2 separate regions of the Gasterosteus aculeatus genome follow, and region 1 is linked to region 2. The links are chromatin contacts, called in public Hi-C maps. All regions are on one chromosome and are shown on one strand. Each heading gives the region's core, a stretch centred on a gene start, on an enhancer-like site or on the middle of the called end of the contact. The rest is flanking DNA. Distances are from core to core; before and after follow the strand shown. Region 1 overlaps cpeb3 (cytoplasmic polyadenylation element binding protein 3). Region 2 overlaps marchf5 (membrane-associated ring finger (C3HC4) 5).

Region 1 (6,125 bases), core at 2,374-4,873, 41 kb before region 2:
CGGCCTCCTGGCTGACGACCAGTCTCTCTCGGTCACCATCGGCCCACGATGCAAACGGTCCGGCGAGCCTAAAATAACCTCCGTCTGCAGCACAGCCAGAGTGGACGTACATGTATACGGAGCTACTGTAATTAGAGCAACCCTACGCGTCTGCAACTTGAAACATCTGTCAGCACTCCGGCGGCTTGAGGCCGGGGCCGGGCCTTCGGCTCTAGTGCGGGCTGGTGCTCAGCGGAGTAGCATCAGCAACCTCCGGGCGCGGTGGAGACGTTGCTTTCTCTCAGGGGACGGACGCGGCGAGGGAAGCTCACCCTTTTGTCTATGTCGTTGTGCTGCAGCTGAACGAAGCGGGCGCTTATGGCGGCGATGTAGCTCTGCTGATTGGAGAAGGCCACGCGGCCGGCTCCCTTCGGGTACTTGAGTTCGGGGTCGGTGTCGATGCCGGCGTAGCAGACGCCTCCGTACAGCCGGTCCATGATCATGGCCAGCTCCACTGGAGGGGGAAAAAAAAAGATTCAACTTGATTGACGCTGATGCAAAAAAAAAAAAAATCCACCCTACTGCACTATTCATCAGGGCAGCAGTCTGAAACTGCTGGTATAATTAGTAGGGGTCACATTGCAGACCAGCCGGCGATGTTTATCCTAAGGACAGATAGGCCGAGCCTTCCATTACACCAGGAATTCTTTACTTGACGGCCACTTGGCCCGTTTCCTGGAAACCCAAGTAGAGGATTGGAGAACCTTCGTTACAGCCTCCAGGTTCTGTCCCCCGTGCCAGCCGACGCTACGAAGCCCACCTCATTTTTGTGGTGTTGCTGGGCCGCGAAAAAAAAAAAAAAAAAGACATCCCATTCCTTTTAGTAATTTACCTGCACGCAGGGGGCGCGGCACCCCACCTACAAAGATGGTCTTGCGGGGGTCTAGAGGCTGAGAGCCGTCCATGACGAAGTCACTGTCGCTCAGGTTCCAGGGACGGATCTGGACCTGCATGACAAAAGGAGCAGCGCCTTATATTAGAAGGCAAAGTATAAACAACTTTGCTCTATGGATGATGATGTTGATTATTTAGTCCACCATTCTTTAGTAAACTACTGCCATCGCATAAACATTCTGGGTCCTCAGAGGATGAATTGTAATGGTCCCCTGAGTTAATAATTTTGCATTTGTGCAATAACATGTCTCATTAGCCTCAACTGTGCTTTTTGTTTGCAACGTATTAACAAATATAAGCATGCTAACACGCCAAGATAACAGGATAAATATTATTTGGCACTTACTGGTTTGTCTTTGATGGTGGGACTGGACACACACAGGTAGAGCTTGCCGTCCTCCTCCATGCAGGCGTCGATCAAGGCCTGGACAGAAGTCTCTTCCTGGAAGAGAAGGAAGGCGTATCCTGGGGAGAAGTGCAAAAAGGGGGATTTTAGGGAAAGAAATGATACTAAATATATGTAAAACATACCCTGTGAACAACTTTATCCTATGCAATTTTTGTTTTCTTTCTACTTTTAAAAGTAGCAACCTCGTGACCGAGCCCCCAAACATTCTTTTTTGGGTAGAATTATTCACAGTTTCAGATAACTTTGCTTCCCTCTGTCCTCATTTGCCTCGGCCGCCTGCGCAAGACGCTCTGCAGCCGGCACCTCGCTGTCGGCGCTGCCTCAGATTAAATGGCTAAGAGTGCTCCACTTCCAAAGGAACCGTGCAAAATCGACCCAGCCTCGCGTATCTGCCCCCCGAGAGTGGGCTCAGGTAGAGAGTTTGGTGATGTCTTTGCTCGGGGTGAGGGCAATGCAGACACTCGGTGCTATTGAATTATTTAGCGTTGAGAGCAGAGACCTTATCCGAGGTCGGAGCTATTAAGCCGTTTTGGGAAAAAAAAAAAAGGGTACATCCATCACACACTCCTACATCTGTTGTACACCGAGAAAGGAGTTAATAATAACCAGATACTTGGCCTTACCAGACAAAAGGTGAATGTGTTTATATATGAATATATGTAACCGTGAAAAAGCAGCATATGGTAATGCTTACAGGCGTCTTTCTGTGGGTTTTAAATTTTGAGTGCATTGCTGTGGGAGTGTTAGCAGAAGCCAAGCACCACCTGTGGCACCCATGAGTCAGGGGAATATGAGCTGCCGCCAGAGCGGAGCAAGTGGGACTTAGAAGCACGCATAAGTGGAGGCAATTATGCATGCAGGCCCAGAGTTTACTCGGTCTCACATCTTCGTCTGTAGCAGCCTCTCTCTAGACTACTACAGTCACATGTTCCCCTTGAGAAGCCCGTCTCGCACTCTGACGCTCTGATGCAGACAAATGCACACCAGTGCAAAGAGCAATGTGCAACTGTCAGGCTTCAATGTCGGGCAGAGGAGGGAAAGGAGGGATGGGGGCATGCGCTGCTGGGCTGTGGACAAAATGCATTGAGCATTAAAAAGGTGGAGTGGAAAACAAGCAGGCGTGAGTGGCGCGTGTCCCCTACGTCACTCCCAGCGAGGTGACGAGCGTCTTCCTGACATTTGCGTCACAGTGCAGCACATGAAGCGTCATTGTCACGACCTGACGACTTCATTGGATTAGATCTTAGATATTCAGTTAATTTATTAGTGGATACAATAATAATTGGTGGATAGTAAAAGAAAAATATTGTGGTTTTGGCTCTGGGAGAATGTACAGCTAAAGGACTTCTGGCTGCGGAAAAAAGCAAAAATATTTGTTTGCGTAGCCAAACTGAACTCAAGAATGTGCTCAGCTCGAGCCACACATCCACAGCTCTGCACGGGATATTCATTTAATTTAGTGCCAACATAACTAAGAAATAAAGGTATTTACAGCGTGAAATAAAAACTGATCACCGTAATTACCTCATTTTATAGCCTGCTCGGTGCCTCACAGGGCCACCCATGTCAATTCATGTGGCAACAAGAGGATAAAAAAGTATTAAAATAAAGGCAACAACAATAGTAACAAAAGAAAAGGCTGTGGGAACGCAGAAGCAGGTTCGTGATGGCAACACAATAACCATCTACGTGTCCCTTTGGGATTAATATCAGATGTTTAGCATACACACTGTTGAGTAATAGTTTGCGGATACTAATTAAACGTTTTTAGCCGTTGCATTCATCAGCCTTGTAGAGTCAAATGACCTCGGCTGATAAACCCCTGCGGGGCTGCAATCTCTTCCCTGGTAACGAGCTGGACCACGATGGGCAAGACATTACATGTGCACGATGCCAAACTAATTGCTTCAAGTGACTCGCTTAATATCAGTATTATTGTGATCGGTCAACGCAGAGCCACATCCCCTCTGGACCAGCCACAAAAAACAACAACAACACACAATTAGACTCGACTTGGAGGATTTTGTGCTTCGTCATCGTTCTCTCTGCGCCGCGTCATCACACGACATAAGACCCCTGTCTCTGTGTCGCTGGGTTATATAAAGGGGGGGTTTGTCATCGGGAGAAATCACGTGGTTTAGCACAGACCCCCCCCCCCCCCTCGAGAAAAACAACTGCAGTCTTGCACACACACCCAACAACGACATAGAGCATGAAAAGGCAGCGCTAGCCAGCAGCTCATGCAGTCTGGAGGAGGGAACAACGTGTTCCGTGACCCAGGGCAGGAGAGAGAGAGGGAGAGGGAGAGCAGGGGGAAGGAAAGGAGGGGGAGAGGAGTGAGACAAACGGAAAGATAGGGGAGAAAAGTGAGAAAAAAGTAGGCCGAGAAGGATAGAAGGAAGGTGAACGAGTGTGAAAACACACAGGAGGGCACGAGGAGCAGGAGACGAGTCTTTTCCATGAGCTGCAATGGGTTTCACTGTGAAAGAAACAAAAAGGCCCCGTGTTCACTTCTATGGCATCCCGAGGACATTTATAAGACGCCTTACTTTAAGGCAGACCTAATGTCTTTAATAAAGATTAAAGACAAAACATACTTTTACAATCCCAGAACTAGCCCTCTCAGTTTAAAAGAAACTGCATTACAGTTCAATTTTTGACAACATAATGTCCCCCATCCTCTACTTTTGCCCCATCACAATCAATAGCCTGAATGACACTGAAACTCCCCGTGGTCACATAGTAGAACAAACACGGGCCAGATTCCACTAGGCTCTAATGTCGCTTTAATGCTCTCATATTTAGTCTGAAATGTGCTGCGGATCTGTCTTTTTCCATCAGCTTTGCGCAGTGCAGAGGCTTACACCGCAGGAGAAAGGCGCAGATCTGCAGTGGCTCGTGCCCGAGATTTATTGGGCTTTGCTCCTGAGCTCCCAGCGCTGTCCGGGGAGGAAGGGAATACATACACCCGCGGCATTTTCCGGCCTAAGAGCGCTGTTTGGAGTCAAACAGAGTGCCTTGCGGGTTACGAAGACAAACCGCCGACTTACAGAAATCGGTCCTGTCCCGGGGGACCAGCCGCTTGACTCGTGAGGGGAGAGACGGTCCCCTCAACATCAATCTGTGGACTAATAAAGACCCTAAGTGCAATTTCTGTGGCATACCTACCAATAGCATTACGCTAGGCTTTATTCATCAATGGAATAGTGTGACATTTTTGGAAACAGAAGAGATACTTTTGTTCCATATTTTCAATATGAAGCTAGCTTAGCATAGTTGGCCGCCTTGAAACAGGGGAAACAACTGTGGCCCGTCTCTGTTCAAAGGAAATGACTGTTATCAGTTCTTATAAAGCTCAGTAAATTGTATCCCTATAGTTAGCAAGCTGTTACAACATTTCCCGTCTTTATGCTAAGCTAACCAGCTGACGATGGTAGCTTCATACTAACCATGCAGATATAATACTATGCATTACGCATTTTACCTTTAATGGAATAGTTTGACATGTTGGGGATAACATGTTCACTCTCTAGACCCTTTTTATTTTGGATTTTAAATTTGAAACCAGCTAGCTTAGCATAGCATTAAGATTGGATACAGGGAAAAGAAGTATGGCTACGTCCAGAGGCAACAACATCTGGTTAACAGTTCCTCAAAACCTCACTAATTGACATGTTAGAGATCGCTAGCTTTTCCGTTGTTTTCAGTCTTTATGCTAAGCTAATTTGCTGCTGACGGTAGATTATTTACTGTAAAGACATGAGTGGCATCGATCCGCTCGGCCAACTTACGTAAATGAGAGGAATGCACGTAAATGATCCCTTTAAGCACTTTCCACAGATACGAGGTTTCAGAGTTCAAAGCAGAGCAACACCGGGCAAATGAACCCACATGGTCTTGATGGTCTAGAAATACCCCGCTGGGTGAAAGCAATGCATTGCTAGCTGCCTAATGCTAGCTGGTACTTCACTTCATCCACGTACCACATTGCTACCCAATTCTCTCCATTACCTCATTAACTGGATGTTGTGTTGACTTTGTTAAAATCCAACCCACAAAGAATAGACACAATGTGCATCTCTCTGGATTTAATAGCGGCATTGAAATCTAAGTGTGTCTTTTCCCCACTTTCATTTGTATCTATAGATACACAGACATGTTTGTCCGTGTACGTGTTTGAAACAAATCCGCCACTCACTGTCAGAGAAACCTGGATGGAGGCAAGAGAGCAAAACCTCCAAAAAGGAGGTTTCACGGATGGCGTAGATGATGGATGAAGCCAACCGAGCGTGAGGTGGAGAGAAATCGGCAGGGGGCTGTCTGCCACAAAATGTAAATAGACCGAATGCTGTCAGCAGAAGGATAAGGTGGCTTGGGAGGATGGATGTAGGGAGACACAAACATCTGCTTTCCTAATAACAAACAGGCCCTCGAGGCTCTGGAGCAATTGGAAAGCAGTCAGAGTAGAGAAATCGACTGTCACAAATCATATCAATTAAAAAAAATAACAATTTACTCACTGGATATAATCCCTGCGTAAAAATTGAGGCCGCAGTATTGCAGTAAGATGCAATACACTGATCCGCTGCCACTGCAGCCAGGACTTTGCTTCATTCTTGTTACATGAAGGAAATTTAGGCCCTACGACAACATCTAATATTGCAGGCAGGGGTCAAAAGCAATCTTCAGTCTTAACCTTCTGATGCCTTCAACCGAACCACTGTTATTACAGCATGACGTGGGCATTAGCATTCGTAGCAGTTTATAGCTCCCAGGCTGCGGC
Region 2 (6,160 bases), core at 1,202-3,701:
GAGACGGGCTCCTCGTGGATCGATGGCCCTCGTCCTGCAGGCGGGTCACTGCGGCACGGCACCACCAGCTGAGGCCCGCCGCCGGTGAGTTCTGTCGGCGCCGCCCGCCCCCGACTCCCGGGCCGGTTGTTAATAGGAGGTGGACGGGTCTGTCTGAGCCAGGAAATCAGGCTGCCTTCCTGTAAACGCAAATGTCTTTGAAAGAAAGTTTCGGTCTTCAGAAGAATCCTCCTGTCACATGCCAGCCTATTTATCTAGAATCTAGGTGCAACCTGGCTGGGAAGCTCCTCCCCCTCTGTCAATAACTGAGGCCCGTCGGGTTCGGTGCACACCTTGCATTACAAAGCCTCTTTTCTCTCACATGACTGCATAGTTGACATTTCTTTGGTTTGGGCGGCCTTACTGCGTCGCTTCATTTCTTCCTCTGCTCCTTTTGCAGTGTACTGGATCCTGGAGGTCAAAGGTCACCGCCGGTTCAACTCCTCTGTATCCAAGCGGCCGGTGCCCCCTCTTTTTTGTCGATGTACGAGGCTCGTGAAGTGTTGACGATGTTTTTTGTTTCGCTCGTGAGCCGCGTCGTGCTCTCGCACACACTGTTCATTGGCAGATTGAATATTTGCCAGTAACGGGATGTTCATGTGCTGGATTTACCTAAATCTTTCTGCTCTGATTCGGTGGGATTAAAATGGAAAAAAGGGAAATCATCAGCAGTCCGTCACACGTTGTCGAAATGCTGCAAAAATGTGTTTAACGACAAACATGTGACACCAATAGAGATCCACTGCTCAGTAGAAACATGTAGGAGCGCTGTGGCTCGGCTGGAGAACGGCGAGCTTAAGCCGTCACGCTCAGGGTCCTTTCATTGTTTAAATCAATCACGCTAAGTGACGGTAGGAAGGGGGGGGGGGGGATTGTACGCTGCATTTATATACTGTGAGCCAGATTACAGTCATGAGGCGCTGCATTCATAACGCGGCTGGACATCTAAGCAGCCTTCTAGTGTTTGACAGCAGAGCACTGACTGCCGCTTTAACACCTCAGAGCCGACCTCAGGGATGGAGGTCAGGATTGTTGACAGATGATGTATAGTTTTTGTTGTTGTTTGAGTTGGATCCAATGTGTATATCGAACATGAAACGTCCCCTAATGTAACAGCAGGGGAAACGCTGGCTAGGAAGAACTTCTTTAAGAGCGGTGGTGTGCGTGGGCCTCACTCTGAGCCGTGTCTCCTCCCCCCCCCCCCTGCAGGCCCCGTGGTTTACGCTCTGGACCTTGCCGACCGCCTCATCTCTAAGGCCGGCCCCTTCGCCGCCGCCGGCATCATGGTGGGCTCCATCTACTGGACCGCAGTCACCTACGGAGCCGTCACCGTCATGCAGGTGGGAGCCGTTTGCTTTTGGTTTATGAGGCCCGTCGGTTAACGCGGTGACCTGAATGAATGGACGGTTAGTAAACCTGCCGATACGCCGCCTGCGTTCAGGTGTGGTGCCGCTCCTCTGTGTCTTCCGTTGTTTGACTCGTTCTTATGCGTGAGTGAAAGTGCTCCGTCCTGACCCTCCCCCCCGCCCTCCAGGTGGTGGGCCACAAGGAGGGCCTGGACGTCATGGAGCGGGCCGACCCCCTGTTCCTGCTCATCGGCCTGCCCACCATCCCCGTCATGCTGATCCTCGGCAAGATGATCCGCTGGGAGGACTACGTCCTGCGCCTGTGGAGGAAATACTCCAACAAGCTGCAGATCCTCAGCAGCATCTTCCCAGGTCAGCACACACACACACACACACACACACAGCTGTTTAGCTGAGTCAAGCGTTGTGGATGTAACGTTCCAGCAGCAGAACTGCCTCCTTCCACTGCTGGGTAATTGGGAAATGAACAAGATTCATACAACTTTTTGTCAGTTTCAAATGAGCATTTTATGGCAATAGATTGTCAATATTATTATTGTGTTGATCCCACCGATGAGTCAGACTTGCCACGGCCAATGATCCAAAAGCAGTTTGGGACACAGGACGCAGGCTGCTGGTGACGCAGCAACACCGCTGTGTGTGATGAGGTGCCTCATTCACACATCGCCACCTGCTCATTCGCCACGCGGGCCGCCCCTGGTTCGTCGTCATTTCACCAGAGACGAATAAACACACGCTCACACCGGACGTGAGGCTCGACACACCAGCTGCGCGTGTGCACGTTCTCAGCAGGCCCCCTGCGTCTCTCTCTCTCTGTCTCCCCCCAACGCGTGCGTCTCTGCAGGGATCGGCTGCCCGGTTCCTCGCATCCCGGCGGAGGCCAGCCCCCTGGCGGACCACGTGTCGGCCACGCGGATCCTGTGCGGCGCGCTGGTCTTCCCCACCATCGCCACCATCGTGGGGAAGCTCATGTTCAGCAGCGTCAACTCCAACCTGCAGAGGACCATCCTGGTGGGTACCAGCACGCACAGAATCACATGGTCGAAGTCTAGAGGGGGGGTGACGCCCCTCCCTCACAGAGCGGTGCCCGTAGAACACTCTGTCCTCTTCTGCTGCTGCGGACTGAAAGCTGAGTGCTGCAGCAGTTTCCCCTTTACAGGAAGGAGGAAGAAGCGGCCGTGGTGAGAAGCTATTAGAGGAACACGACTTTTTGTCGTTTTTGACCGACAGCAGCAAATATTAAGGACACTTGCAGGTTGTTAAAATGTGTTTACAGCATTTAATGAGTTGGTTTCTTTCTCTCTAGGATTTTATTATTAACGTGACAAATATTTACAATGAATTTAATGTAAATCATCGTCGTTTTAATAATCGTACCACCATTACAGTGGTCATATTGGTTGTGGTTGGAAAGGAACAGCGACCTCATGGAGTCAGCTGACTCACGGTGACTAAGAGGGTTCAGAAGGTTACTGCACACGGCGCCGAAAACAAGTTTTTATACGACGTTAACTAAAGGCCAATAATATGAATTAAACATTTGATCCAATTCTGCTGGCGGATTGGATTGTATCTCGTGGCTTTATCAGTACATCCTTTTGTCTGTTCCTGTGCTGTTTGAATGATGTCATCATACGTGTGGGACCTGGCCAGCGCTCCCCATCGTGCACATGGCGTGTCAGAGGACTCATTGAGTTCATGTTTCGCTTTGGGTCTCATTCAAAGTATGAGTCCGTTTCAGTTTCCTCATGTGACTGGTCTATTTTTGTGTGAGTCGATTTGCACACGGACCAACTTCCCTGAAATGTTAATAATGGGCCTTTGTTTCTTTTCTTTAGGTGAGAATGATAATTAATAGTTAATCATGTTTTGAGAGAAAATTAGAACATTTTTCTTGTAAAATATGCTCATTGGAAGTGTTAAAGGGAACTCAAAGGGGGAAGAGGGGGGGGGGGGGGGGGGGGCATGTTGGGTTGAACTTGTTGATGGCGGCTGGTACAGTTGGTGGACTCTGCTACCTTATCAGTCGTCTCCCCTAACTCGTGTCTGTGTTCTCCTGCAGGGGGGGATCGCCTTTGTAGCCATCAAGGGGGCGTTTAAGGTTTACTTCAAACAGCAGCAGTACATGAGACAAGCCCACCGCAAGATCCTCGACTTCCCCGAGCCGGAGGACGCCTGAGGAGGCGCCGCGGGACGGACGGACTAAAGAGCGGGATGTGCTGATGAGACAGACTTATGATCGGTGTCACCCTCACACACCACGTGCCTCCCCCACAAATCACCCTTCCTGGATGGTGCACGGAGTCAGAGCACCGTTGTGGACATTCGTTCGAAGCGCCGCCGCCGCCCCCCCCCCCCCCCCCCCCCCCCAGACGGAGGCGTATGGTGGGTCTGGTCGCCCCCACCTCCCCCACATTGTTTTCAATCTCCTGATGCTTTTGTGAGGGGAAGACTGATAAGACTTGTTGACACAGACCGGAGCATGTTTTGCAGTCAGTGTACACACACACACACACACACACACACACAACAAGGCTCTGTGTCTGGAGGGAGGGGGGGCTACAACAACAACTACCATATATTGAAGTCATTGTGAACCTGTATTTTTAAGAAAGCATGTGTAATTAGTTTTATAATAATACATAACTGTTTTATAACATTGTTTTGCATATTTGAAAGAGTCCCCTTCACCAATGTTAGCAGAGTGTAGAATGTATTCATGAGTGGTGACGCAAAACATTCAGCACCACCAGGAAGCATTCAGACAAACCTCGTCTCATATTTAGCGAATGAGGATCCAGCAGAATGCCGCTGTAAAGGACTCGCACGGCCCCCCCAGAGGACCACCTGGACCCTGCAGCTGCTCTGTGGTTCACGCGCCTTGGCAGCGTTGCATTGATTGTCGTAGCTTTATTTCCATCTCCACTGAGACGCTGGCCCATAAAGCACGGTGCTTTAGTTCTTCTCCCCCCCCCAGGCGTGTGATGATGGGCTGCCGGGTGAAGTGCGGCTCGGGTCCGACATAGTGGGACCTGCGGCGCTGGTGACTGGGGAGCAGCGGCCGGGCGGCGCTCACACCTCAATGGCTTTTACAAAGTTTTACGTAATTTCCAACATCTCTTCAGTAGAACAAACGCAATGAATAATAATGTTAACGGACCCAATTTATTATGACCGTACAAAATAAAAGTATTGGGGTAGCAATGGAAATCCTAAAACCTGGAAAAATACAATACTACATGTGAGGATCGTGTGAACACGGCACTGCGTGATGTCAATGTTAAAGCGGAGAATGGCGGCCAAACTTTGTTTTCTGACTCGGAGTCACAAAATAATCATTCGACATTGATATATATGTAAACGTATATAAATATATACACAGATACTGTGGCGGCTTTGCCGGTGTCCTTCAACCCTCCCACGTAGATTCACTGCTCTGCTCGGCCAGAAGAGACGCTGCGTCTGCGCCTCAGAGGTTAAGCTGTGACTTGTGTGAATAAATGTATTTTTCCAATGACGACGTGCATGTGTCGATCTTGCCGGGAGGGAGTGTCGCATTTAAACGCACACATGCGCTGTTCCCTTCAGTAATTAATCAGAACAAAATGCCGACACTCTTGTACAACAAGTCGGGGTCTCGAGCTGCAGAGGAGATTCCTACCACCACTACGACGTGTAGACTGTAAAGCCCTCTGAGGCCAATTGGTAATTTGGGGTTTTACAAAATAAATTACATTTTTAGGAAGGGATGTTTATTCTGTTTAATCTTCATGAGCTCACATCAGGTCTTCAGTTAGGATGGTTAACAAATCATCACTTTGTTGGTCAACAAAATATTTGAATATATTTACTTATTACTTATATATTTTTTCTATAATTGTTGGTAACATTATTTATACTAACCTCTTATATTTATGTTTAACTGAATGAACGTATGGCTGATAGTTTGTACATCATGTACTATTATTTTAAAAGTCCTGCATGTTTAAATGTAAGTGTTGTGTGGACTGTTTAAAATACATTGTCAATGTCTAACTTACATTAAGAACCAAAGCAAACTTCTATGGAGTAACAGTCGGGAAGTTATTTGAACGATAATGAGCGAAAATATAACGTACAGCTGTTGCTGAATACTTTAAGCACCTTCGGCAGCAATCAGTCTCCTCAGTATGATGCTGCGTGTTTCGGGGCACTTTGCTGCGTGCGTCTGCTCGTTGCATCGAGGATGTCGCTGTATGTTGCTGCATTCATCTTTCCCCTCAATCCTCCTGCTGAAGAACATCCCCACCATGCCTCACTGTGGGGCTGGCGGGGGCCACGTGATGTCCAGAGCCTGGTTTCCTGCAGACTCTACCACACCGCAGGTCTACAGACAAGTCCTTGGACGTCACGGCTTGGTTTGTGCGCTGCATGCAGTGTCCCTTGTGGATCCTTCTGAATCACGTCCAATCAGGTTGTAGGAACATCTCAAGGGGATCAGTGGAGGATGCAGCCGAGCTCAATCTAAGTGGCAACGGCTGTGAATACTAATGTACATGTTATGTTTTCATTATTTTTAATAGATTTTCAAAAATGTCCCCAAAACTCTTCACCTCATTATCGGGTGTTATGTGTAGAATTGTGGAAAATTTATCTAATCCATTTTGGAATAAGGCTGAAACAAAAAGTTAAGCGCTGGATACGCACACGTATGCGTGTTTTACAAACTAACTATTGATCAGTAAATATTGAACAAATCAATAAACAGTGTGATC

What was found. A called contact is a pair of places that touch in the nucleus more often than the background predicts.
Region 1: a Hi-C map of skeletal muscle shows a contact between it and region 2, with 3 times the contacts expected there. The contact joins two enhancer-like sites. A contact is called at or near these places in 3 of 6 Hi-C or Micro-C datasets (skeletal muscle and tail fin).

Annotation. Positions count from the first base shown.
Region 1 is chr6:5,243,114-5,249,238 of fGasAcu3.hap1.1, reverse strand. It overlaps cpeb3 (cytoplasmic polyadenylation element binding protein 3), which reads right to left. Exons shown (of 11, transcript XM_078104568.1): 8 at 1,280-1,398; 9 at 872-986; 10 at 312-493. Among protein-coding and RNA genes, the nearest start is that of marchf5, 24 kb to the right of the region's middle. Within about 2 kb of position 3,623, at least 4 of the 9 cell types and tissues checked have open chromatin away from gene starts, as enhancers often do.
Region 2 is chr6:5,201,167-5,207,326 of fGasAcu3.hap1.1, reverse strand. It overlaps marchf5 (membrane-associated ring finger (C3HC4) 5), which reads left to right. Exons shown (of 6, transcript XM_040178102.2): 3 at 1,249-1,379; 4 at 1,574-1,757; 5 at 2,251-2,417; 6 at 3,469-4,923. The coding sequence ends at 3,585. Among protein-coding and RNA genes, the nearest start is that of cpeb3, 17 kb to the left of the region's middle. Within about 2 kb of position 2,451, at least 3 of the 9 cell types and tissues checked have open chromatin away from gene starts, as enhancers often do.